7 separate regions of the Mus musculus genome follow, and all the other regions are linked to region 1. A link is a contact called in public HiCAR-type and promoter capture Hi-C data. All regions are on one chromosome and are shown on one strand. The core of a region is the stretch at or near the end of the contact, and the rest is flanking DNA. Distances in the headings are between cores, read along the strand shown.

Region 1 (3,177 bases), core at 234-2,733:
TTTATGTTTAACTATATTCATAACTATCTTTGTCTGCATAGGCTCTACTTCCTCTCTGAAATCTTTAAAAAAAACAAAAAAACTTCTGGAATCTTCCGGAATACTTGACATGCCCTAAATCCCCTGAACTATGTCACTAATCTCTTTCTGTTCTTTACTTTGAGACATTGTCTCACCTTGTTGGCCTGGAACTCACTAGGTAGCCCAGGCTGGTCTACAACTAAGATACACCTCCCTCTGTCTTCTGAGTGCTGGGGTTAAAGGCCTGTGCCACCATGACAGACACCACTAATCTCTTCAGTGCCACCTTCCTCTAAATTCCTATTCGTACCAAACACCACATCAGTCAAGCAATCTGGAAGTTGAATCTCTGTGATCTATCCATCAATGAACCACCTATTCTGTAGTGTTAGCGTTTTCCTGACACCAGGTACCCCATGTCTCTGAAGGCCCAGTGGCTCTTTCAACATTCTGCACAGTTTTGTTTTGTTTTTCTTTTTTTTTTCTGTGTATCGTTAACGGCTTATGTCTATAGATATACTGTTTTAGTTTGCTTTGTGCTGCTGTGATAAAATATCATGACCAAAAGCAACTTGGAGTGGAAAAGGTTTATATCAAAAGCAACTTGGAACGGAGAAGGTTTATATCAGCCTACACTTCCAGCCCCAGGGAAAGTCAGGGCAGGGTCGCAAGCAGGAGTGGAGGCAGAATTCATGAAGCACATTGTTTATTGTCTTGCTCTCTCTGGGTTTTGCCTACGTAGCTGTCTTACACAGCCTTGAGTTCCATGAGTAAGAATGGAACCACCCAGACTGGCCTAAGCACTGCCCATATCAACCAGGAACTAAGATTCCACCACAAGGACATGCCCACTGGCCAACTTCATCCAGGTAGTCCTCCAATGGAGACTCCCTTAGATATAGCTGGCTGTCAAGTCAACAGCTAATGCTAACTAGGAGCCAGCTTTTTCCCAAATTAGGGAAGGAACTTAAATGCAAGAAATAATCAATTTTGAGAATCTCGCCTATCGACCACCCGTTTAATACCAATTTCTCAAGCTTTAGCATCTCTAGCTGAAGGCCAGAAGCCAGCAAACCCAGTAGACTTCATCAACCCCCTCTTGTCTTTTCTTTCTGGCATTCCCGACCTTTTCCCACTACTGAACATTCACTGTCTCCGTCCATCAGGCGAGGACGGCAGTGTCCCCTGAGCAGAACTACGCGCAGTCGGACCGTGTTTTCGGGGAAACGGAGTCCTGCACCCGGGTGTCGGTGTGACTCGGGGCAGCGCGGGCTGGGACGCAGGTCCCCACGCCGCCCCAGGCCGCCTACCTGCTGTTGAGGGGTCGCACACGAACACAGACAGCCACTGAAGCCTCCTCGGCCATCCTGTCCGCTGCAGACTAAGGGAAACGAAGGAGAGCAACGGCGCCGACCGAGCTCCCGGGCCGCCCCGCCTTTAAGTTTAAAATGTCCTCAAGGTTGCAGCGGATTGGGTGGCGCAGCGTCATGACGTCACGGGACAGTCCAAGTGCTGCGGCGAGTGGGGGTTGCGGGGGGAAAGGCGGGGCGAGTCCATGGATGGGGAAGGCGGGGGAGACTCAGAGATCCCGGAACTGAGAGCCTCAGAACTCAGCTGGAGAGAAGTTTTGTGTTAGAGTCACGCCTGCAGAACAAAAGAATTATAATCTTAAAAAACAAACAAACAAGAACTCCAGACTAGACCAAACCAAAAAAAGCTTTCGTTTTGTTTTAAAGCCTCCAATGGGAACTCACTGCCCAGCCAGGAAAGGAAGATTTTCTTTTCTTTTGGAACTGCTTTGAGGCGTTGTTGTTTCTTTTCTTTAACTTTCATTTCTCTGGACGGTGAGTGTAAGAGCCTCATGTAAGGGAGAGAATCATTGACACCTGGGAAAATGTTGTGGGGACATGACAGTGCTGCACACTAGAGCATGGATTACCCGAGAAATCCCCAGTACTAGGCATGGAACACTTCTTTTCATGTTGGTTAGAGTAATCCAAGAGGCTCCCAAAATAATAAAGCTACGCCTTAGGGACGAGGCTTCTAGCTCAGAAACAGCTGGAATTTTCTAATTCCCGACAAGTCTGAAGTATGTGGTGTCTCCAGGCAACAATGACTTAACCTTCAGCCTCAGGGAGGCAACCAAGGACAATTTGGGGATGTCAGTTCTCTCCTACCACTAGGTTCTAGGGATTCAACTTTAGCTTGGCAGCCAGTGACTTTACTCACTGAGCTATCTTCCCTGCCCTGTTTTAACTTTTTTTTTTTTTTTTAAAGTGGGCAAATATATATTTAGCTGTAGGGAACAAACTTATGAAGGGGAAGAAATGTTATGTCATTAAAGGCTCAGAGGCAAGGAAGGGATTTTTTAGAGCAAGAGTATTATTTTCACAGCTGTGATTTTGTCACACTGTCTTTGCTAACATTATATAGCAGGCAGTATTTATTAAAGATTGACTGTATTCCACTATATGATCTATGCTGTTCATCAAGAGATAATTATTAGAAGGAAAAAGAGAGGGACTGAGAGGGTAGCAGAAGAGGTGAATTTGACAAAAGGACGTAATATTCAGGTATGAAAATGTCATAACAAAATGAAACGTCTTGTACAATTAATATACACTAATGAGAAAGAGATGGTGCTTGATGGTTCAAGGCCAATGGGGGCAGTTTAATCAGTCTCACAATAACTGAAAAGGGGGCCGGAGCTGGGGAATCCTGCATCATTCTGTTCAATTCCTAACAGTACAGAAAAAGAGATATTCATTGTGAAACTGTTTTATGTTGTGCTTTTTTTTTTCAAACCCAGATACCAATTGTTTGATTTTACCAAAGAAGCCTAGGGAGCCAGATGCTGGGTATAAAAGCCTGCTAGCTCAGAGAGTCAGAGGAAGCACCCCGCTGACCCTCCTCCTCAGCTGATGTTCCAAAAGGAAGCTCTCCTTCTCAAAAACCCCTCAATTTCCCTTCTATTTCCTGTGCGTCTCTCTATCCGTCCTCCTGACTTCCTCTTATTTTCCATTAATAGTCCTGTTCTAAGTAAATCCAAATGGCTGTGATCAAAGGTGTGTGCTAGGGCTGACCCACACCACAACTACAAACAGATGTTTTCCAGTAAATAACCCAATCTTGGGGTTCTCAGTGTGATCAAATGTC
Region 2 (3,177 bases), core at 487-2,986, 2.9 Mb before region 1:
AACATGTGTTTAATCCCAGAACTTGGGAGATGAGGCAGGAGGATCACTGTGAGTGAAAGCCATCCTGTTTTGCACCGCGACTTCCAGGTTAGCCAGTGCCATCTCAAAAAATAAACTATAGTAACAACAACAGCAACTAAACCAAAAGCAAGGGACAGGCATTTTCACATTACATTGTATGTGCATTGTATATGGCCACCCGGTATCCACAAAATCATTTCTGTAAAGGTTTGGGTTTTTGGAAGTTTGTTTGTTTGCTTGTTTGTTTGTTTTGTGAGCACGCCCTTTCCTGTCTGGCCCCAGGAAAACTGGTAATAGCAAATGAAGTTCTGCTCTCAAGAGGAGGTTAAGGTAATTTTCACCTTTCAATTTTGCATAGGAAAACACACTTCAAAGGACATTTTTTTTTAACTTTTACTTTTTATTTTGTAGCTCTATTGCTTGCTATCTTTAATCTAAATTGTCTAAAAGACTTAAACTCAAGGTTAGGGGAGTGGCAGATTTTCAGGGGAACCAGGATTGCTTTAAGAATTCATTTTATATGTAAAACAAACATGGCCATAAATATTCTCATAGACCAATATCCCAATAACCCTCACTTCCAAACTTCCTTTTTCTTCTACCCAATCGACTTGACTCCCCCACCCCCCTTAGAAGTGTTTATGTTTCTATCAGGACTTCCAGGGACAAATGTTAGCTGGGTCACTTAGTGTGGCCAGAGCTATACATATGAGGGCATTCTCTTGAAAGACGTATCCTAGATAACATACTGTTGCAAAAGTGGTGAGAACTGGGACTTGTCCTCTGAATCTCTTCTTAGAAATGTAACTCAGGCTGGGCAGTGGTGGCACCCTCCTTTAATCCCAGCACTTGGGAGGCAGAGGCAAGAGGATTTCTGAGTTCGAAGCCAGCTTGGTTTACAGAGTGAGTTCCAGGACAGCCAGGGCTACACAGAGAAACCCTGTCTCGAAAAACCAAAACCAAAAAGAAAGAAAAAAAGAAAGAAAGAAAGAAAGAAAGAAAGGAAGGAAGGAAGGAAGGAAGGAAGGAAGGAAGGGGAAAGAAAGAGAGAAAGAAAGAGAGAAAGAAAGAGAGAAAGAGAGAACTGTAACTCAGAAGGAACAACGGGACTCTGGCTTCCCATTCTAGGAACCTGGGTATGTGGGAAACAGGCATCACTTGTCTTTACAGAGGGCCACTCTAGTATCCTCAGTTGGCCTACTGACACACTAATGCTGTCAAATGCTGACTGCCCCAACCCTGACTTTTCTCTCCCATATAAGGACGACGATCTGTACTTCAGGGATAAAAGGCCTAATCATAGCATTATCCTTATCAATGGTGGTATGACTTAGGATAAATTCTGCAATTGGAAGTCATCTTTGTAATGGTTGGTGATAGTATAAAAATTCAAAAATAATCATAGAAGATGTATTCTGGTTCAGTAGGGTTCAACGAGGTTGGGATTTATTGAACCTCACGTTTCCTTACAAATTATAGGATTCTCCAGGTTTGCTGATGATTGTGTACTTGAGCAGAAAAGTATCACAACTAGGTTTTTTTGTTGTAGTTTGTTTTGTTTTGTTGGCATGACTTCTTAGTACTTCGTCTTTTCTGCATATGTAAGACTGTTCACTGGTTTAGTTTGGAATACAAGATAAAAACTCCCTTGATTTTCCTTCTGGGATGAAACATTTTCTTTTCTTTTTTTTTTTTTTTTTTTTTGAGACAGGGTTTCTCTGTGTAGCCCTGGCTGTCCTGAAACTCACTTTGTAGACCAGGCTGGCCTCACACTCAGAAATCCACCTGCCTCTGCCTCCCAAGTGCTGTGATTAAAGGCGTGCGCCACCACTGCCCTACTGAAACAAATTTCTTAAAAGCGAGAGACTACAAACTATAGCCCACCTGCGTTTAATCATTAATAGTGAGCCCTTCCATGAACTTAGGTCCTGATTTTGGAGTTTGGAATCTGACCTTTCCCCTATAGATAAACACTGTTGTCGCCGGTTCTGAAGAGGGTCACTTCCTTGCTGGCTGCCACCACTGCTCAGTGAGTCCCGGGGACTGGATGTGGCAGAGGGAGCCAGCATGATCCTCTTGGCAGTGCTTTTTCTCTGCTTCTTCTCCTCCTACTCTGCTTCCGTTAAAGGTAAGTTTACGTTGCCTTTCCCTAATCTCTCTCTCTCTCTCTCTCTCTCTCTCTCTGTGTGTGTGTGTGTGTGTGTGTTGAAAGAGTTCCTAACTATACAATTTTTGAAAATATATAAGATTGGAATATCTGGGGGAGGAAGTGACAAGGTGGAAAGGAAGACAGAATTTAATTTCCTGCTCTCTTTTACCAAAGTAGAGATTCCTTTCTCATTTCAGCCCTGCCACCCCCCACCCTCCACCCCAGAGCAGTGTGTCTCTAGCTTCAGTTTCTCACTCTTGGAGAGAGTTATGAGCTAATGTTACCTGCTGATAGACACACAGAAGGCAGCTCCTTCATTTGAATTGTAAAATAACCCAGTCTGGTTGCTTAGCACTGGAAGGACAAGAAGAATCAGACCCAATAAAAGGAAGGCATTTGATGACCAAAGAATTAGGAATGAACTGGTAAAGCCTGTATGGACTCCCATTGCTTTTGAAAGGAAGTAGCATAACCTGAGTCAGGGAGTGAAGGAAAATAAAGCTGCGATGTAATATGGATGTAAGAAAGAAGACGTCCTTTAAAAATAGCGATCCTAGTTAACAATTTTTGTTTTAAGGCAAACGTTACTTTAAAATATGAATTAATGACATCAGGAAAATCCTAGAGGAAAGTGATTTCACAAGGAGTGGTTTGAAAGTGTTGTATGGAATGCTGTGCTGTTGTGAAACCTTCTATAGATCCAGCAGCTTGTAAACTCTATAGATCCAGCAGCTTGTAAACTCTATAGATCCAGCAGCTTATAAAGTCTTTGGGTTTTGCATTGTAACCTTGTATAAAGATGTCACTTTTTTATAGTTTATAAAAAGTTATACTGTTAAGACCAATCGCTCTAAAGGCAATCTGTCATGGTAGGATCAACTTCTAGTACTGTGTCCTCTGAGTGATGGACATAAAATAACCACACGCACACTTTAAATCTGTTTGGGACCAATGTGACTTTTGATCATAAAGCAAACTTTGTCTCAATATTTCTCTCTCTCTCTCTC
Region 3 (3,177 bases), core at 482-2,981, 2.8 Mb before region 1:
AAAAAGAAAGAATGAAAGGGAAGAGATTAAGAGAAATGGGACTCCCCCCCTCCCCCCAAATGTGCTAAAATGGGATGAAAAGGACAGTCCAGCACTGGAGAAATGTGCAGGAAGGAGCAGGGGACCTGTTGCATGGCTTGCCCAGTGATTTGGAGCCCTCCCTGCCCCCTTTCTGTTGACGTGCACTTTATCTTTTTTTTAAGTTTGGTTGGTTTGTTTGTTTGTTTATTTATTTATTTATTTATTTATTTATCTGTATAGCCCTGGCTGTCCTGGAACTCACTCTGTAAACCAGGCTGGCCTCGAACTCAGAAATCCACTTGCCTCTGACTCCCAAGTGCTGGAATTAAAGGCATGCGCCACCACTGCCCGACACTTTATATTCCTCTGTCTGAGAGAACTATAGCAGCCAGTGTGTGCCGGTTCGTTATATGTGTGTTCTCAGAGCTGCTTCTCCCCAGGACTGCCTCTAGGCACTGAGGACTTTCTCACCAGAGAAAGCCAGAGTCCCAGGAACCATTGGGAAACAGAAGAGAGGACGGTTCCTAAGGAGACATTGGCAGCCTGTGTAGAACAAGGTCTTCGTTCTATCAGTCTCTTTAGGATACCAAATGGAACAGCCCTCAGATGAACCCTAGTTCATCTTGGGATATTGGAGGGGGAACATGCAGAGAGAGAGCTCTTTATCCATCCACTGATACACATCCAGGCAGATGGAATTTCCTCTTTATGAGTCTAAACACCACTGCATCCAGGGTAGTTCAGCCTACTGGGTACACCCCGGACAGCGTAGCTCAGCCTACTGGGTACACCCCGAACAGCGTACGTAGCTCAGCCTACTGGGTACACCCCGGACAGCGTAGCTCAGCCTACTGGGTACACCCCCGGACAGCGTAGCTCAGCCTACTGGGTACACCCCCGGACAGCGTAGCTCAGCCTACTGGGTACACCCCCGGACAGCGTAGCTCAGCCTACTGGGTACACCCCCGACAGATGCTGTTCTTTAACTTTCTTCTGCCTTCTTACTCAGTCCTTTGCCTTGTTTGTTTTTTAAACAGGGACTCACATAGCCCAGGCTGGACTCAAATTCACCAAGTAGATGAGGATAGCCTTGAACTTCTGACTTTTCTGCCCCTACCTCTAGAGTGCTGGGATTACAGGATCTTATGGGGTGCGGGGATGGAACCCAGGTCTTTGGGCATGTTGGCGACAGCCTCTGCCCCCAAACCTTCTTCCATAAGAGAAACAAGTGTTCCCCTACAGAAACCTCAAGGGAATATTGGAAAGAAATCCTGAGCCAGTACCAGAAACAAAGTAGGTTAGAGCAGGACTGGTTGTTTACCTATAATTTTTTTAACCCCTTCAGAAGATGTATCTGACGTCGAAGCTTCCTCGGTGTTCCTTGTGCCGCTGTGTGAGGTGGGTGTGCGCGTGCACATAGCCCCCTCCCCGCCCCCCCCCCCAAACTACAGGCAAACCCTGGTAAGGAGAAGCTACAGTTTGGACTCCTAGAAAGAGTTTGACCTAATCGCCCCATCCTGGTTGGGCGGGTGGTCCTTCTGTTTTCTTTGGCAAAATCTAACTTGACAATACGTTGTGGTGACTGAGGTGCTCTGCTGCCAGAGGGGTTAGTTAGCACACTTCCTGACTGACAGAACACCCCTGCCTATGCCTCAGGCCCACGGTGGCAGAGGCAGTGTGGGAGGAGCAACCAAGTTTCACTTCCTTGCTAGCCAGAGACTCAGCCCCAGCCGGCTCCTGCCTTAGCGAGGAGGAGCAGCGCGTCCAGCAGCAGCCGATCCCATCTCTCTCTTCATACAGCACCTGGCGGGGAGTCAGCCATCAGAAGCAAAGGAACTTATGGGCAGAGCAGAACTTCTAGGAGGGAACATGAGTACCCAGGATCCCTCAGAGCTGTGGGGCAGAGCAGATGGAGGCACAGACCTGCTCCAGGATTTGGGGTAAGAGCGCTTTTTCGATGAGTACAACTTCCCAGTTCCTTGAAAAATCGCCGCTCTGACCAGTGTTTCCAGGATTCGAGTCTCTTCCCACTGCCACCTGATGGTCGTCTACCTGGCCAGTTTAATTGACCTGTAGGAACTTCCTTCTGGGGGCGCTGATTCATTGTAAAAGTGTAAGATATTTTTCTAAAAGTGAGAACAGTTACACTGAGAGAATGTGATAAAAAAAAAATCAACTTTTGGGCATCCTTCAGCAGCTGGGGAGTGTGCATACAATCGTCTGTTTCTTTGATACTGGGCTAGTTTATCATTAAAGTGAGGTGGAAGAACTCTGAGTGCACCTCTTGGCAGTGAACTGTGTCACTGGTTCCATAAACAGAAAGACTACACGGCTGTGAGTAAGAGGGATTTTTTTTTTTTTTCAAAAGAAAAAGAATGAGGAAGTTTGTACGACAATCATGTTTCTACGGTGCCTCCTTCTCACACAGCAATGGGAGCTCTTTCATAGCCTTTAGACACAAGATAACAACAGCCTGGCTTCAGATAGACAGGTTTAGGTTAGGTGACATCATCAGAGTTCATCAGAAGGGACCCTGATGACACAGCTCATCCGGACATTTAGTAAAGAAAAAAGGGCTACTCAGACAAGAAAGGAGGTTTCCTTGGAGACAAAGCCTTGCACCTACACGCTTGTGTTTCCCAAGAGAGAGGACTCTGGACCTGTTGTCTACCTAAGTGGCTGGAATTCCTCATCACCCAATGACATAAAGACATACTGTCACCTTGCATAGGATGGCAATAAACACGAAAGGGTTTTAAACCCCATCTTATCGGTCACATCAGTGAAATAACAAAGCTGAGACAGCTACCTGCCAGAGGCCCCATCCTCCTCTGAGAATGGGTTGAAATTTCTGTTTACACTAGAGATTGTATCATTTTATATTGTGTTACTGTAAAATTTCTCACGGCACTATGCTGGCACAGCAAGTAGAGGTGCTTGCGGCTAAGCCTGGCTAAGCCTGAGATTGAGTCCTGGGACCCACTCGGCAGACCTCCACACAGATGATATGTCAGACGGGTACACACACACACACACACACACACACACACACCATGCACACATGTAATGATAATTAATAAAAAGTCTAAAAGCAGCTCTCAATAATTCTCTGTTTAAATTTAAAGCCAAGGACCTGTACTGCCATTTGGTATTGAC
Region 4 (3,177 bases), core at 439-2,938, 2.7 Mb before region 1:
TAAATAGAATGTTAGGAGTTTAGGGATGACATACCACCACCAGCAATGGTAGCTTTGATCAGAGAATCCAATTCTTCATCTCCACGTATAGCAAGCTGCAAGTGACGAGGGGTGATACGCTTTACCTTTAAGTCTTTTGACGCATTTCCTGCCAACTCAAGTACCTAAAAGGCAAAAAATAAATAAAAATCTGATGATCAATATTCCAACTTACTTTCAATCAAGATCTTTGAACCTCAATGGTGTTATTTACCAACTGTTGTCATTCCCTACTACCTGAATGATAAAATTATGCAGAATTATGCAAAAAAAAAAAAAAAACCACCCAAAAAACCCCGAAGGGGCACGCAATTGCATTTGCAGGAGCAGCACACTCTGGCCCAGCAGCCTCCTCGGCTGAACGCGAGCTCCCTCTAGCGCTCCCTCGGTCTGCGCGCCGCTCTTAGGGCCTGCGAGTTTTCTTGCATCACTTTCCTCCTCTCTCGCCACTTTCCCCCGCCCCCCCAGAGCTTTTCCAGATCACAGGCGTACTCCCGCTTACCTCTGCGGTGAGGTACTCCAGGATGGCTGCGCTGTACACAGCGGCGGTCGCGCCCACACGTCCGTGGCTGGTTGTCCTAGATTTCAGGTGTCGATGAATACGGCCCACAGGGAACTTGATTTTTATGCACACAAACAAACGAACAAACAAGAAAAAAAATGCACAAAGATAGGAAATTCGTTAAGATAAGATGTGCGCGCCAAAGCCAAGGACGGTGGTGGTGCACCAACGCGCCCCGCCAGTTAACACACATGTGATCCGACGCCCCCCCTCCCCAAACCCCAGTATTCACTGTCTCCGCAGGGCCAAGTCGCGACACATCACTCATGCTAAGATGGAACACCCATGGAGGGTGCAGACAAACAAGCAAGGGGGGTGCAAACATAAAGGCCCGGTCACCCGACTGCGGCAGTTGCTACCCACCTGCAAGCCGGCTCGCTGCGAGCGGGAAACCGCCTTTGTCTTGGCCTTTCCGGAGTCCTTTCCAGCCTTACCGCCAGCCTGCGGCGCCGCCGACGCCCGCGAGCCCGGGAGGGACGGAGAAGATAGAATTACCAAGGCGGCGCGCCCCTCCCCCACCACAGCGCGTCCTGGAGGCGAGCGAGCGCGCGCTCGGCCGCCCGCCGCCCGCCCCGCCGGGGACCCCGGGCCGCCGCTCGCCCCCCGCCCGCCCTTCTCCCCCGCCGACCCCTGCCGCGAGCCCGCCGCGGCTGCGCGCCCCCGCGCCGGCTCCCAGCCGCGCCGTGCGCGCCCCCCCAACCGTCGCCTCCCGCCTGGAGCTCCGGGGCTCCGAAAACACCTCCCCTCCGCTCGTCCCGACCCCGTCCCCGCACGCTCCCACTCGCCGCCGCCGCCGCCTCTCCCAGCCCCGGGGACGGCGGCCCCGCCCGCTCGGAGCCTGCAGCCCGCGGCCGCCCGCCGTCACTCTTCACGTTACCATCTCGGACCGTGCTGAAGCTCCGACGAGCGAGGAAGAGACGAGGCCAGGCGGACGCTCAGCGAGATCCCAGCGCCCACTCCTCCGTCGGACCGCGATTCAAACTGCGCCGTCTCCCGCCTTCCTCGCGCCCTTTATACTGCAGAATGTTCCCTCATCCGGGAACTCGGCCGGTTCGGCCCACCAATGGTTGCCTCCCGCCCTCGGGACGCGTCCTTGAGGCTCCAGCCAATGGGAGAACGCACAGCGGAGTGGCGGGGCGGGCGCTCGGGAGCTCGAGCGATGATTGGCGCGTGGGGGATGAGTTAGGGGGGGAGGAGATGCGGCGGGACGAGGACCGGGAGAAGAAGGGGCGCCGCGGCGGGAGGGCAGCAACAGAGCGCTGCGCCACCGAGCGAGTGGACGGTGGTGTCACGTGCCTGGAGGGAGGAGCTGGAAGGCTGGGGAGGAGCGCGCGCTGGCGTCCTCCCCGCTGCAGCCTCCCCCCCTCCACTCCCCCGCGGTGCTCCGGAGACCACGTGAGCTTCCCTCCCGGTCTAGCCTGGCCCCCTCGCTGACAACCGGCGCCTCTCGGTTGCCCTCTGGCCTGGCCTTTCGTGTCCGCAGATCTCGGTTTCCTTCAGAGTCCTGCCTTCTGACAGGTGGCTCGAAGGCGTCCGGCAAGAAGAGCTCAGCTCGGCCTCTACTTGGTGAACCACTTCCCTGATAAAAGTGTCACCTACCCCACCCCCGGTAGTTTTTTCATCTTCCTCCACTTCTGTCCTCACCTCTTGTTACCCCTCACCCCCCTCATCCTGTCTCATAACAACAGTGGAGCCAAGTTACCGTGGGGATAACAAGTAATTTTGTCTACACACAGGAAGCTTGGGATGAAGCGGTTTTTTATAATGAAGTCACCGGCCATATTTTTGCGAAGACTTCGCATCAATGGGATGCACCTATAGCCTAGTGTCTAAAGTTGATTTGTTGAAACATTAAAGCTATTATGTGTCAGCTTTCCTACACTAAAACATTTTGCCACATGACAAATGTTGGTAAATGTCAGTGGGGTAACTGTAACATGATTCACAAGCAGTTACAGATGGTTCATGTAATCAGTTACAAATGCTGGGCTTAAAAAAAAAAATAGACTTGTACACACGGTACTGTCCTGATGCCAGCCACTTAGACGTGCAGTTAGTAGATCTACAGCACCTGCATTTATCACTCGCTGCTTGGAGACCATAATTATCTGAGTCTTGCGAATTTCGCATTTATATTAATACGTAGCACTTTTCAATTAAACATGATTGTGTGGCCATGTGGGTGGGCGCGGGTGCTCACCTCATTACTATAGTTGTGGAAATCGGATGACAACTTGAGTGAGTGCTCTCTTTCCAGGGTTCCAGAGATAAACTCAGGTATCAGGTAGTCAACTCTCACACAGCTAGCACCCGTCGAGTTATATCACCGGTTTATACTTTTTACATAATTGAATAGTAATATGAAGAGAATATTGAAGCGTAAACTCCACATTATTAGTACTTAAGTTTGGGAGATTTTATGAAATTAGAGGAACTCTCTGATACCAGGACATTAATGCTAGAGGAGAGACTCCAAACAATATTGATTCCGAGGCTTATTGGAACTAAGGAATTGTAATGATGTCATCACATGCCGAAAACAACTGAGGCTCCTGACATCCCAGCACCTAGAAGGC
Region 5 (3,177 bases), core at 250-2,749, 2.5 Mb after region 1:
CTCTACTGCTAAATCCAGATTGAAGCCACCCCATCACACACCCACTTACTCCATAGCTATGACTAATCTACGACACTCTATCCTTATCTGTTCTTGAATTTCAGCCAATGAGATGTCAGAGTGATCTTGTTATGTTACACCATGGGTCACCATTCTATTCAAAAGCATCTTGTTTCTTTGTGATGATGAAATAAAGCCAGTGGTGATAATATATGTATAACACTCAAAATGCTCTCCCCTTCAGTTCCTGCTATGTGGCCTCACCATGCTCCACTCACAGTGGCTATTCCCTTAACATCTCTAGTGTATCCCTCCCACCCAGGCTGGAGCTTGCTGTTGCTTGCTTGTTATTTCATTTTTATAAGGAACTGACTTCAAACCACCTTTCCTGAGAGCTTTTCCTGGCAATCTCATTTAAAAATTCAACTCTTCCTCCATTCAAACACTTAACACATATGTCCAAATTCAGTTCTTCATTTCTCTAGAATTTACCAATATATACTGAATATATCACATTGTCTATTTTTTATATCTTTTTTCACAATATCTACTTATTTATTTATTTACTATGGCTTTTATTAGCAAATGGGCATTGTAAACGATTTTTTATTTCCTTGCCTTTTAACCTTTTATATTTCTATTAAGAAGGATGAGTGATGTGCACCACAGGAAGCCGAGGGATCCGATCCCTGGTACTGGAGTTGACAGGCTCTGAGTCACCATGTGAGGACTGGGCAGAGAACTTGGGTCCTCTGCAGGAGTTCTCAACTGCCAAGCCACCTCTCCAGCCCCATCACTTTTTATCATATACTTCCACAAAAACATGAGGGAAAACGTTTTTTAACCCCTGTCCTTTAATGTATTCAGGGTATAGAGGCAACCAAATATCTGTTTGAACAATGAAGGAAGCACACAATGGAGCTATCAGAGTACAGAAGCAAAGGCTCCTGAGATCATGCCCTCCTGAGAAGTCTTCAAAGAAGCAAGAAAGGACGAGGAAAGGAGTTCATGCTGACTACTCTGTCCGGAAGAACATTATCACACTAAGCAGCAGGAAGCACAGGAAGTGTCCCCACCTCGAGCTCTACAGACGCACGCATTGATGACAGGTGATGACAGGTGCGTTAAAGAGTTTACTCGAGTAGCGGGAAGCATGTGCAGTGATAAGGCAGAGACTTGCAGGCACTGTTACCAGCATTCCTCGCACGCACGAGATGCCTCTTAGCGACACAACTGAGACTAGAGACATGTAATAACGATACGTGAGACACAATTCCTCTATTCTTTCTATGTCCCTTTTCCATTTTAAATTCCTTCCTTCCTTCCTTCCTTGCTGAGAGAGGGAAGGGGAAGCTTGGACTTAGGGATTGACGCCAAGGCCCGAGTCTTTCAAGAACATCCTCAGCCTTCCTTTACCTTTAGTTTCAGACAGGCTCTTACTAAGTTGTCTAGGCCCAAAGCCCTCTGTAACAAAGGAAAGTCCTGAACTTTTGCATCTTTTGCCTCAACCTCCCAAGTAGCTGTATGACAAGACTTGTTCTGTGAGGCCCAGAGTACTTTATATATATTGCCTTACATAATTTCTCAAGCTGTTTTACAGTTTTAAGAATATGAACTAATACTGAAATAATTTTGAACAATAGAAAGATTTTATTTTTTAATGGTTCTAAGTGTTTAAATATTAGGCTATAAATATAAAAATACACATAGTTTCTGTTACTTTTCTAAGTTAGATGCTAAAACCAATAAAAAGTTATACATTTTTTGAGTATTCGTCCAATCGCAAATGTTAGCCTGACCTGACAATGTACTTGTCTGTAGCTGTCAGCTTAGTAAATGCTGCCCCCTAGCAACAGCAAGCAAGAACTGGCAAGCGCTCACTAGAGCTGTAGAATGCTGGAGAAACAGCAGCAGGTTGGGTCCTAAGGATTTCACTACACTGTTGATTATCTGAAAATGATAGTTGTTTCTTCTTTGAAATCAGAGATATGGCACCTTTTATAAATCTGTATTTTCTTAAAATATTAATGATCTCAGTAGAATTATGTTGCATTTATTTTAGCCACATAGGAATTATTTTATCATTACCAATAAGCTATTTGTAATTGTATTTAAAAACACAAGAGTAACAAGACAACACAGGAACGAGATTTGTTATTCTAAGGTTGCCTTGCAAGCAGCAAGGCTGAGAACCAGATGCACCTGGATAGGAACTTCCTTGTACCCTGACACACGATGGAAGCAGGAAGTGTGGAGGAGACAGAAAAGAGAATGCCAGGGTAATTCATAAGGACTCTCCCAGTCTGTAAGTCTGTCTCACAAGTATGATATATAAATTCTCAAAAGTGTGAGCATGGCATCCTTAGGCTCCAGTCACTGTTTTCACTGGATTGAGGTTTATGTTAATAGTGCAAAGGCATGAGTGGACAGCACTGCAGAAATCATGACAATGGCCCAAGGTAGAACAGTTATGTTTGTAAGGGGTACAATTATGGGTCCTTTACAGTTCTTCCCTAACAATTTGTGAGATGACTTAGGAGGCAGGAAACTATGCTCTGGTCTAAACTGTGGGGGAGCTGGATAGTCGCTTGAGCTATGAGACTACAAGGTGCTTTCTTCAAGAGATACTATTTTTACTTGAAAGAATGACAGGCAAATAATACTTTAAAGCTTGGGTATTTGATCAATATTTTTTTTAAAAAAATGAGCAAAATAAGCTTGTTATTTCAAGAAACAGCTTGAGCTGAGATGAAAATTATAATATTACAAAAGGGGCTAGAGAGATAGGCTAACACTTAAGAGCTTGTTGCCCATCCAGCGGGGCTGAATTTGATTTCCAGCACCACCTTCAGCAGCTCAAAGCCACCTGTAACTCCAGTTCCTGGGAACCCAACAACTCTGGCCTCCATAAGAGCCTACACACACACATGCACGTACCTTTCCACAGAGAAATATAACTAAAAATGAAATAAAACTTAAAAGAACACTACAAGACTGCTGTCTGGTACATGCATGACTGTGTAGGGGTTCAAGTCTGTGATAGATATGCATGTGAAGGCTCCTGGTTGGCACTGGTCTTTTCCTCAGTTGGTCTCTACCTTATATACTGAGGCAGGCTCCCACTTGAGGCCAGAGCTTGCTGGTTAGATTACTATAGGATGTCCTGTCTCTGCCCCC
Region 6 (3,177 bases), core at 445-2,944, 2.3 Mb after region 1:
ACAAAACAAAACAAAAAAAAAAACCCTACCTATGTCAGAGAAGTGTGCAGTCACTGTCTTATTTCCACCTATCACTCTTCTCCCCTCTTCTGAAGTTATTCTCTAGCCTGCAGGTTAACCCAACCATCCACTGTGCCAATGGAGCTCTTTCAGGAACCGAACAGGAGCCAATAAGCAATGCATGCCACCAAGGAGTGGGGTCGGGAAGCAAGCCTACATTACACTGACAAACATTTGACTTTTCTGCAGAAAAAAATATTATGCCTCTTAGACTATTTTGGACTTTGTTAGAAGCATCTGAAATGGATGACACCAAGCTGTTTGCCTCAAACAGTGTCCCAAGCCTGAACCGGCAAGGATAATTTTCTGAGATTAAAATAGAAACTTCTTTTGCTAACAGAAGCAACTTGGAAATCAAAGAACTATTATTTTTCCTTTTCTTGCAGAAAAGTCCTGTTTTTACACATACTGATAAATCAGGATAGTGTAACCAAACTGGCACAGAACTTTTCGTTAACAATTTGAAGTAGCAGAAACCTTAAAATGATGCGAACGGAGTGACAGTTGAATGTACGGTAGCAAATACTTTCGATTAACATTTATGAGCACCTACTATGTGCCAGGCAATGTTGTAGGCACTAAACAAAGATAGCTCTTCTTGGAGAGTTTACATTACAACAGAAAGAAGACATAGATAAACAAATTATGCTGTAAGAGAAAAGATCAGTACAATGGGGGGGGGAAGGCAAAGTATGGCTGGACGTGACACCAGAGGGGAAGATAAGAATTTTAAACAGCATTCATATTTGGCTTTTAGGGTGACTTTTAGGCAAGGAAGTGAGATTCAGCTATACACACAACCTCTTCAATGCATGCCTAGAGGGTGCCAGGCCAGGAGATCATGGACTGAAGAGAGAGAGGACAGGACAGCCAGCCATTGGGGGTATGGCCTAAGGACGGGAATGATTTAAGTTTGAACGTATATTTATGAAAATCATTTCTTTTCAGTCCTTTGGTGCAATGCTTTTTATGATAGCTCAGTAACTACTTCAAATGGTTCTAAAGAGGTCCCCTCAAGACCAGCTACACCACAAGCTAAGTGGTAACTAACTCCCCTTCCTCTGGGGTGGAGCACTTGCCCTACCCACGGGGGTGCACCAAGTGGAGCTTCAGGACACAGACAGTTTTCCAAGGTTCTTCTCTTTCTCCTGAGCCCAGAGTTCTTCTTCAAAATTCGACCTGAGAGCCGAACCCCCCCCACCACACTCCCCACCCCCGTTAAAAGGTGCAGGGATATTCCAGCTCTGTAGGAGAAGCAATCTGGGTCTGCCTGCCTTCATCAGTCCAGGAACCCCTCCGGTAGGTGCAGAAAAGTTGGGTTCTCCCCTATAGACCACCTGTGTGTGTATGTGGGGGGGCATCTGTCTACCCCCACAGAACGCGTACTTCCACTTCCAACCCCACTGTCGCCCCAGCCTCTGGCGGCTGGGCTCACTTTTTCAGGCAGGTCACCCGACAAGCCCTCTCCCTAGCTCTGCTCCCAACTTTTCTCGCAGCCCGGGGGCAAGCGCCACCCGTGGCCGAGGCTGCCTGCGCGCCGCATCCCCGCCCCTGAGCCGCCCCTGCCCCTGGGGCCCGGGGAGGGGCGAGCCCCGGCGCGCGCCCAGGGCACCAGGGCGGCGGGGCAGGGAGGGCGGCGGGCTGCGCGGCGCGTCCCTCCCGCCTCGCCCCTCCCCGCGGGCGGCGCGGCTCCCGCCGCAGCGCCTCCCCTCGCCAGGAGGGAGCCGGAGGGGCTCTGCCAGCCCGCCGCAGACCTGCCCGGCTGCGCGCTGCGCTCTGTGCGTCCCAGCAGCCGCGGGTGCCGCGCCGAAGGCGGCCGGGAGATCCCGGGACGCGCAGCTCCCCGCAACCTTCAGCGTCCCCGCGTCCCGGTCCTCCGGCATGGCTGTGCTCCTAGCGGCGGTGCTCGCGTCCTCGCTCTACCTGCAGGTGGCTGCCGACTTCGACGGGAGGTGAGGCGGGTCTCGGGTGCCCTCCCCTTTCCCTCAGGGACCTCGAGTGGAGCAGCCTGGCTCCGGGCTCAGGAGAAAGAGAGGCTCGTGCCCCGTGTGCGGTGAGAGCGGGCAGGAGCAGGGACACAGGTGACGCGTGGAGCGTCCCTACAGCCAGTGATCAGGATGGACTGTGTCCCGAGGGGAAACTTGCAGGTGACCCGGCGATTCGACAAAGGGTGGCGGCGAGGACCGTACTTGGAACAAATGGCACCCGAGGGCTCTCGGTTTGTGGTTCGGAGGGGGGACGGTGTACACAAGCTTAACATGAGTACTGAGAGGAGGCGCTCGGGGTGCGTGTGTGTGTGTGTGTGTGTGTGTGTGTGTGTGTGTAGCACGCGGCACCGCTCAGACCTGGCGGGCCTGACTGTTGCTTGCTCTGACAGGTCCCAACAACCTCCGGCAGGGTCTCTGCTGTCACTCAGCGTGTCCCCCCAAGGCAGCGCACCGCGCGATCTCCCCGGAGATCCCGGGCTCAGTCCCCACTGAAGGCCTCAGCTGGACAGGTTTCCCGCTGGCTCACACCACCACTCACCCCTGTCCCCATCCCTCAGAGCTTGTCCCAGGGCTGCCTTGAAGATGCCGCACCTGTTTTACCTGCAATCTTGGAACGAATCAATTCCAGGATTGATTGGCTTTCCTGTCCCTGGAGGGGACCAGAGGAAAAGCCTCGGAGCGCGGAAGAAAAAGGCACCCGCTCCCGGTTCACCACCTGGTCGGAGGAAATAGAAGTTGGGGTTGTTTTGTACTTTGAGCCTGAGGGTAAAGCGAAGATGAATTGAAGAGATAAAGAGTTTAAAGAAGAGTGGAAAGCAGCCAGAGGCTAAGCCTTTTATTTTCCAAAAGCAATTCTTTGCCCACATTTGGATTTGTGGTGCATTACTTTGGGGCACACATATTTACAAAGAAACACACACACACACACACACACACACAGCCTAGGTGTCCATTTACAAAGAAACACACACACACACACACACACACACACACACACACACACACACACACACAGCCTAGGTGTCCAGAAAGTCTGGTAGGTGTGAATCTAAACAGGCTAACAGTCACAGGTGTAAGTGTGATCTGATGCATAAATCTGCATCCTAAACTTGGAGTCTCTCTGGGTACA
Region 7 (3,177 bases), core at 195-2,694, 2.1 Mb after region 1:
TAGTGGTTACTCTTACAATTACAGTAGATTTTCATTTCCCATAAAATCCTAATGACATTTTAAAAAATGTGTTACTTTGAAAGATTTGATATACTCAATATATATAATATATAACATATATTATATACATCATTTATATGATATGATAATCATATATATGGTTACATCTATTACTGAGCAATATCTACAACAAAATAAAGAGTTCTACAACAAAATAATCCAGCTGGCTGAATACGATACCTGCTCCCCAAACCAGAAATAGAATTCTATTATGAAAGAAACAGCTTATACTACTACTAAGTGCATTAAAGTAGCTTTATAAAGTTCTTGTGACTTTGATTTAGTATAAAGTTTTCTTTTTTAAGTAGGGCAACAAAATACTTTCTAAAAGATATTAGAGACTTTAAAAAAGATTAGTTGCTCTTTAAATTCAATTTTAAAGCATGAATTTGTTTGCCTAAGGTTAAGCAAAAAGAAATCCAAAGTTGCTACTTAAGGACACTATGAAAATGTCGAAAGAGGCATGATTTATTCATGGCTGTGTGCACCTGCACACCTGTACACCAAACTTCAATGTTTTACACAAAAATGAAGGATTATATAAATAGCACAGTTGTGCTTTCTGGCTGAAATCAGTGATTAGATGCAGGAGAAGTTTTGTGTACTGATGTGGCCCTAGGAGTGATGCTTCCTGTCTGACCTGTGAAAAATCCATGCCAGGAAAAGCAACCCTTGAGTTAACTCCTGAGAAAGAACTGTCATGAAGCCAGTGACTGCAACTTTCCTATCATGATGAGCACTTTACTATACATGAGCTCTGAAAAATTATATACGACCTTCATTTTCTACTTCTTTTACTTAAAATCAAGTACCCTGTAATTCTGAAATTAGACATTATTTTAATAGACCTCAGAAAAATACATTTCCAAGATAGCTTATAGGTTGTATATATATGTAAGCAATTCAAAAGATTAAGCCATTAGTTGCATTGTTATAATTACAACTAGGCATGCTAATGTATTTTGTTATATTCCTTTTTAAATTAATATTATACAGAATAGGATCCTCTGAAGTGGGCAATATTTTGTTTACCAAGATGAAGAGGAAGCTTTTGTAGCTAGTTTTTTTTAAATAAATAAAAATATATGCATCTTATTTACATTTCATTTTGAGATTCTAGTAGTTAAAAACTACTAGTATATATAATATAGAGTGTAAAATATCTGTCTGGTAATATAAAATTATCATTGGTGCAGATTCATGAAAAAAATCACAAAGCCACTTTCTTAACCTATCTTATACTTCAGAAAAAATATCTTGACTTTGAAGGACAGGAGGAGGTAAGGAAGAGATAAATGCATGTTTAGTCACAGCAGTGAAGCAATGGGTACCAGATGTTAAATGCTGGAACATTCCAAATCGTTCCAAAATACAATCCAGATTTAAATACAATCCAGATTTTGAGAAACTGCTTTTAAAATGCCTGATGCTATTTGTAATGAACACAGTCTGGGTGGTTTACACAAAGGGTTGTTTCAGCTACTGAGACATGGAATTGTCACTTCTTGGATCTTTATTTACCACATTGACTTCAACAGAGCTGTATGAATAAAAGGAGGAAATTATAAGAAATAAAGCCCTCACCCTTTAAGTTGTTTGTAGTACTACAGCTTCCTAATATATGCACTGCATTGCTAACTAGTGAAAATATTCAGACCTTACAAAATTCAGACCAAATGATCCTATACGTTTATATTATGGTCAGTGAGGTGGTTGCAGTTCACTGAGTAGACAGACACTGGACCTGGAATCCTGTAGGAATAGATTCTGTGTAAAGAATACAAATCTTCAAAGTCTAATTCTGTAGTTGCTTCCTTCTCTATACACACATAGATGTAAAATCAATCCAGTCCAAACTATAGTACTTCAGTTCTACTGGCTCTCACCCTGGGGTCTTTACGTAGCTACGATTTTCACGGTTGTACACTCTGGTTAGATGCAGGTAAATTTTGCGTATTTTGAAAAACAGGTCAACACGTTGGAAAAGACTAGACCTAAGATGTTCTTGGTTGGAAATCCTGGGAATATATTTTTACTAAATTAAATTTGTTTTGTTTTGCTTAAAATTCCACTGAGGCATCTGAATGTATCCATCACATTTCTAATTTCTTCTGACTTTTGTACTACTAAAATTTCATGTTGTTAAAAGTGATGTATTTCCTGTGAAACCTGGGGTCGTGACAATTTATAATTGTAACTAATAAAACTACTATCATGCCCTCGTCAAGATCTGGAATCATCTAACTTTTAAATACAGATGTGCTTTTATAGTGGACTTATAACCTGATATACTCACCATGTGTTTAAAACATCCTGATCTACTGACTATCACATTGTTCAGAAAGTCATTGCTATATAGAGAGTATCAGTTGCTTGGTGGCATGATCACATGAATACTGGGAGCTGCAACCTTTTGCCCCTGCCTGGAAATGAAATAGAATTTCAGAATATGTGAGCAACACAGGAAGATGACTTGAAGTGCAGATGCAACTAAATGTATGTGACTTTCACACTACTGAAAAATAAGAAAACAGTAAAGCATTATAAACCAGGGGTTGTTTGTATTAAGTCTTTTCATTTTATCTCATCTGAACTGCGTTTTATAAAGTAGGAAACTAACACAAAGGAGTTGAAGACCAGATCATTGCATCTTAAGACCAGCATTCTTTCTGTGTCATTTCATCTATTTTCAATTCACTAAATTCTATGCTTGATCTCATAAATTACAATATGAAAAACAGGAAAAGGATACTGACCAGGATAGTTCGAATTGTCAATTCTAAATCTCTACAAGAACACTTGCTGTTGTGGTTGTTAATGTGCAATGTTTCCCCTTGGCTCCTATGTTTCATCATTTTGTTGCCATCTGGTGGTGCTTTTTGGAACGTTATGGGATCTAGAGGAAGTGGAGACTTACTAGAGGAAACAGTCACTTGGGGGTTGGGGGGAGGGCTTTGAGGTTTTATACCCTGCTCTATGTCTTGTTTCCTGAAAGCTGAGACAAACTCATCAACTGGCCTCATGGTCTGGTGCCCTGCTTTCACCATCATGATGGATTCTGTCCCTTGAGAGCTGTAAGCCCAAATAAACCCTTTCTCTTTTAGGTTGCTTTTGTCA

What was found. Promoter capture Hi-C pulls out the DNA fragments that hold promoters and counts their contacts. HiCAR-type assays count read pairs that join an accessible place to other places. Capture Hi-C pulls out chosen DNA fragments and counts their contacts.
Region 2: a contact with region 1 is called in a HiCAR-type map of astrocytes, with 7 times the contacts expected there. The contact joins the promoter of Mttp here to the promoter of Cenpe in region 1. A contact is called at or near these places in 1 of 115 datasets of contacts at active chromatin or transcription factors (astrocytes) and 1 of 9 other capture datasets (liver).
Region 3: a promoter capture Hi-C map of liver shows a contact between it and region 1, with 6 times the contacts expected there. The contact joins the promoter of Dapp1 here to the promoter of Cenpe in region 1. A contact is called at or near these places in 3 of 39 promoter capture datasets (liver and pre-B cells), 1 of 115 datasets of contacts at active chromatin or transcription factors (astrocytes) and 1 of 9 other capture datasets (liver).
Region 4: a contact with region 1 is called in a promoter capture Hi-C map of pre-B cells, with 9 times the contacts expected there. The contact joins the promoter of H2az1 here to the promoter of Cenpe in region 1. A contact is called at or near these places in 7 of 39 promoter capture datasets (the C10 cell line, cranial neural crest, hippocampal neurons and 3 more), 2 of 484 Hi-C or Micro-C datasets (CD4 T cells and pre-B cells), 2 of 115 datasets of contacts at active chromatin or transcription factors (astrocytes and trophoblast stem cells) and 2 of 9 other capture datasets (adipose tissue and liver).
Region 5: a promoter capture Hi-C map of the HPC-7 cell line shows a contact between it and region 1, with 13 times the contacts expected there. The contact joins the enhancer-like site here to the promoter of Cenpe in region 1. A contact is called at or near these places in 9 of 39 promoter capture datasets (the 3T3-L1 cell line, the HPC-7 cell line, cranial neural crest and 5 more), 1 of 484 Hi-C or Micro-C datasets (the HPC-7 cell line) and 1 of 115 datasets of contacts at active chromatin or transcription factors (astrocytes).
Region 6: a contact with region 1 is called in a promoter capture Hi-C map of hippocampal neurons, with 4 times the contacts expected there. The contact joins the promoter of Npnt here to the promoter of Cenpe in region 1. A contact is called at or near these places in 4 of 39 promoter capture datasets (the 3T3-L1 cell line, cranial neural crest, hippocampal neurons and 1 more).
Region 7: a contact with region 1 is called in a promoter capture Hi-C map of cranial neural crest. The contact joins the enhancer-like site here to the promoter of Cenpe in region 1. A contact is called at or near these places in 7 of 39 promoter capture datasets (the 3T3-L1 cell line, cranial neural crest, embryonic stem cells and 4 more), 3 of 484 Hi-C or Micro-C datasets (the N1E-115 cell line, conventional dendritic cells and embryonic fibroblasts) and 1 of 115 datasets of contacts at active chromatin or transcription factors (astrocytes).

The regions. Positions count from the first base shown.
Region 1 is chr3:135,210,869-135,214,045 of GRCm38.p6, reverse strand. It overlaps Cenpe (centromere protein E), which reads right to left and starts at 1,483. Exons shown (of 46, transcript NM_173762.4): 1 at 1,332-1,483. The coding sequence starts at 1,387.
Region 2 is chr3:138,130,212-138,133,388 of GRCm38.p6, reverse strand. Mttp (microsomal triglyceride transfer protein) reads left to right here and starts at 1,736. Exons shown (of 18, transcript NM_008642.3): 1 at 1,736-2,149. The coding sequence starts at 2,089.
Region 3 is chr3:137,980,103-137,983,279 of GRCm38.p6, reverse strand. Dapp1 (dual adaptor for phosphotyrosine and 3-phosphoinositides 1) reads left to right here and starts at 1,731. Exons shown (of 9, transcript NM_011932.3): 1 at 1,731-1,961. The coding sequence starts at 1,861. All of the region lies in intron 2 of Gm19708 (a long non-coding RNA gene), which reads right to left.
Region 4 is chr3:137,862,998-137,866,174 of GRCm38.p6, reverse strand. It overlaps H2az1 (H2A.Z variant histone 1), which reads right to left and starts at 1,688. Exons shown (of 5, transcript NM_016750.3): 1 at 1,479-1,688; 2 at 965-1,042; 3 at 542-655; 4 at 35-164. The coding sequence starts at 1,481. It overlaps Gm43403 (predicted gene 43403), which reads left to right and starts at 1,849. Exons shown (of 2, transcript NR_169184.1): 1 at 1,849-2,210; 2 at 2,338-2,488.
Region 5 is chr3:132,745,898-132,749,074 of GRCm38.p6, reverse strand. The region is part of intron 20 of Tbck (TBC1 domain containing kinase); the gene reads right to left. Among named protein-coding and RNA genes, the nearest start is that of Gm30294, 30 kb to the left of the region's middle. Within about 2 kb of position 1,499, at least 9 of the 459 cell types and tissues checked have an H3K27ac peak or open chromatin away from gene starts, as enhancers often do. A contact at or near this core is called in the HPC-7 cell line, where this site is marked.
Region 6 is chr3:132,948,808-132,951,984 of GRCm38.p6, reverse strand. It overlaps Npnt (nephronectin), which reads left to right and starts at 1,694. Exons shown (of 14, transcript NM_001287101.1): 1 at 1,694-2,012. The coding sequence starts at 1,942.
Region 7 is chr3:133,111,713-133,114,889 of GRCm38.p6, reverse strand. It overlaps Arhgef38 (Rho guanine nucleotide exchange factor (GEF) 38), which reads left to right. Exons shown (of 14, transcript NM_001368752.1): 14 at 1-2,612. Among named protein-coding and RNA genes, the nearest start is that of Ints12, 21 kb to the right of the region's middle. Within about 2 kb of position 1,444, at least 3 of the 459 cell types and tissues checked have an H3K27ac peak or open chromatin away from gene starts, as enhancers often do.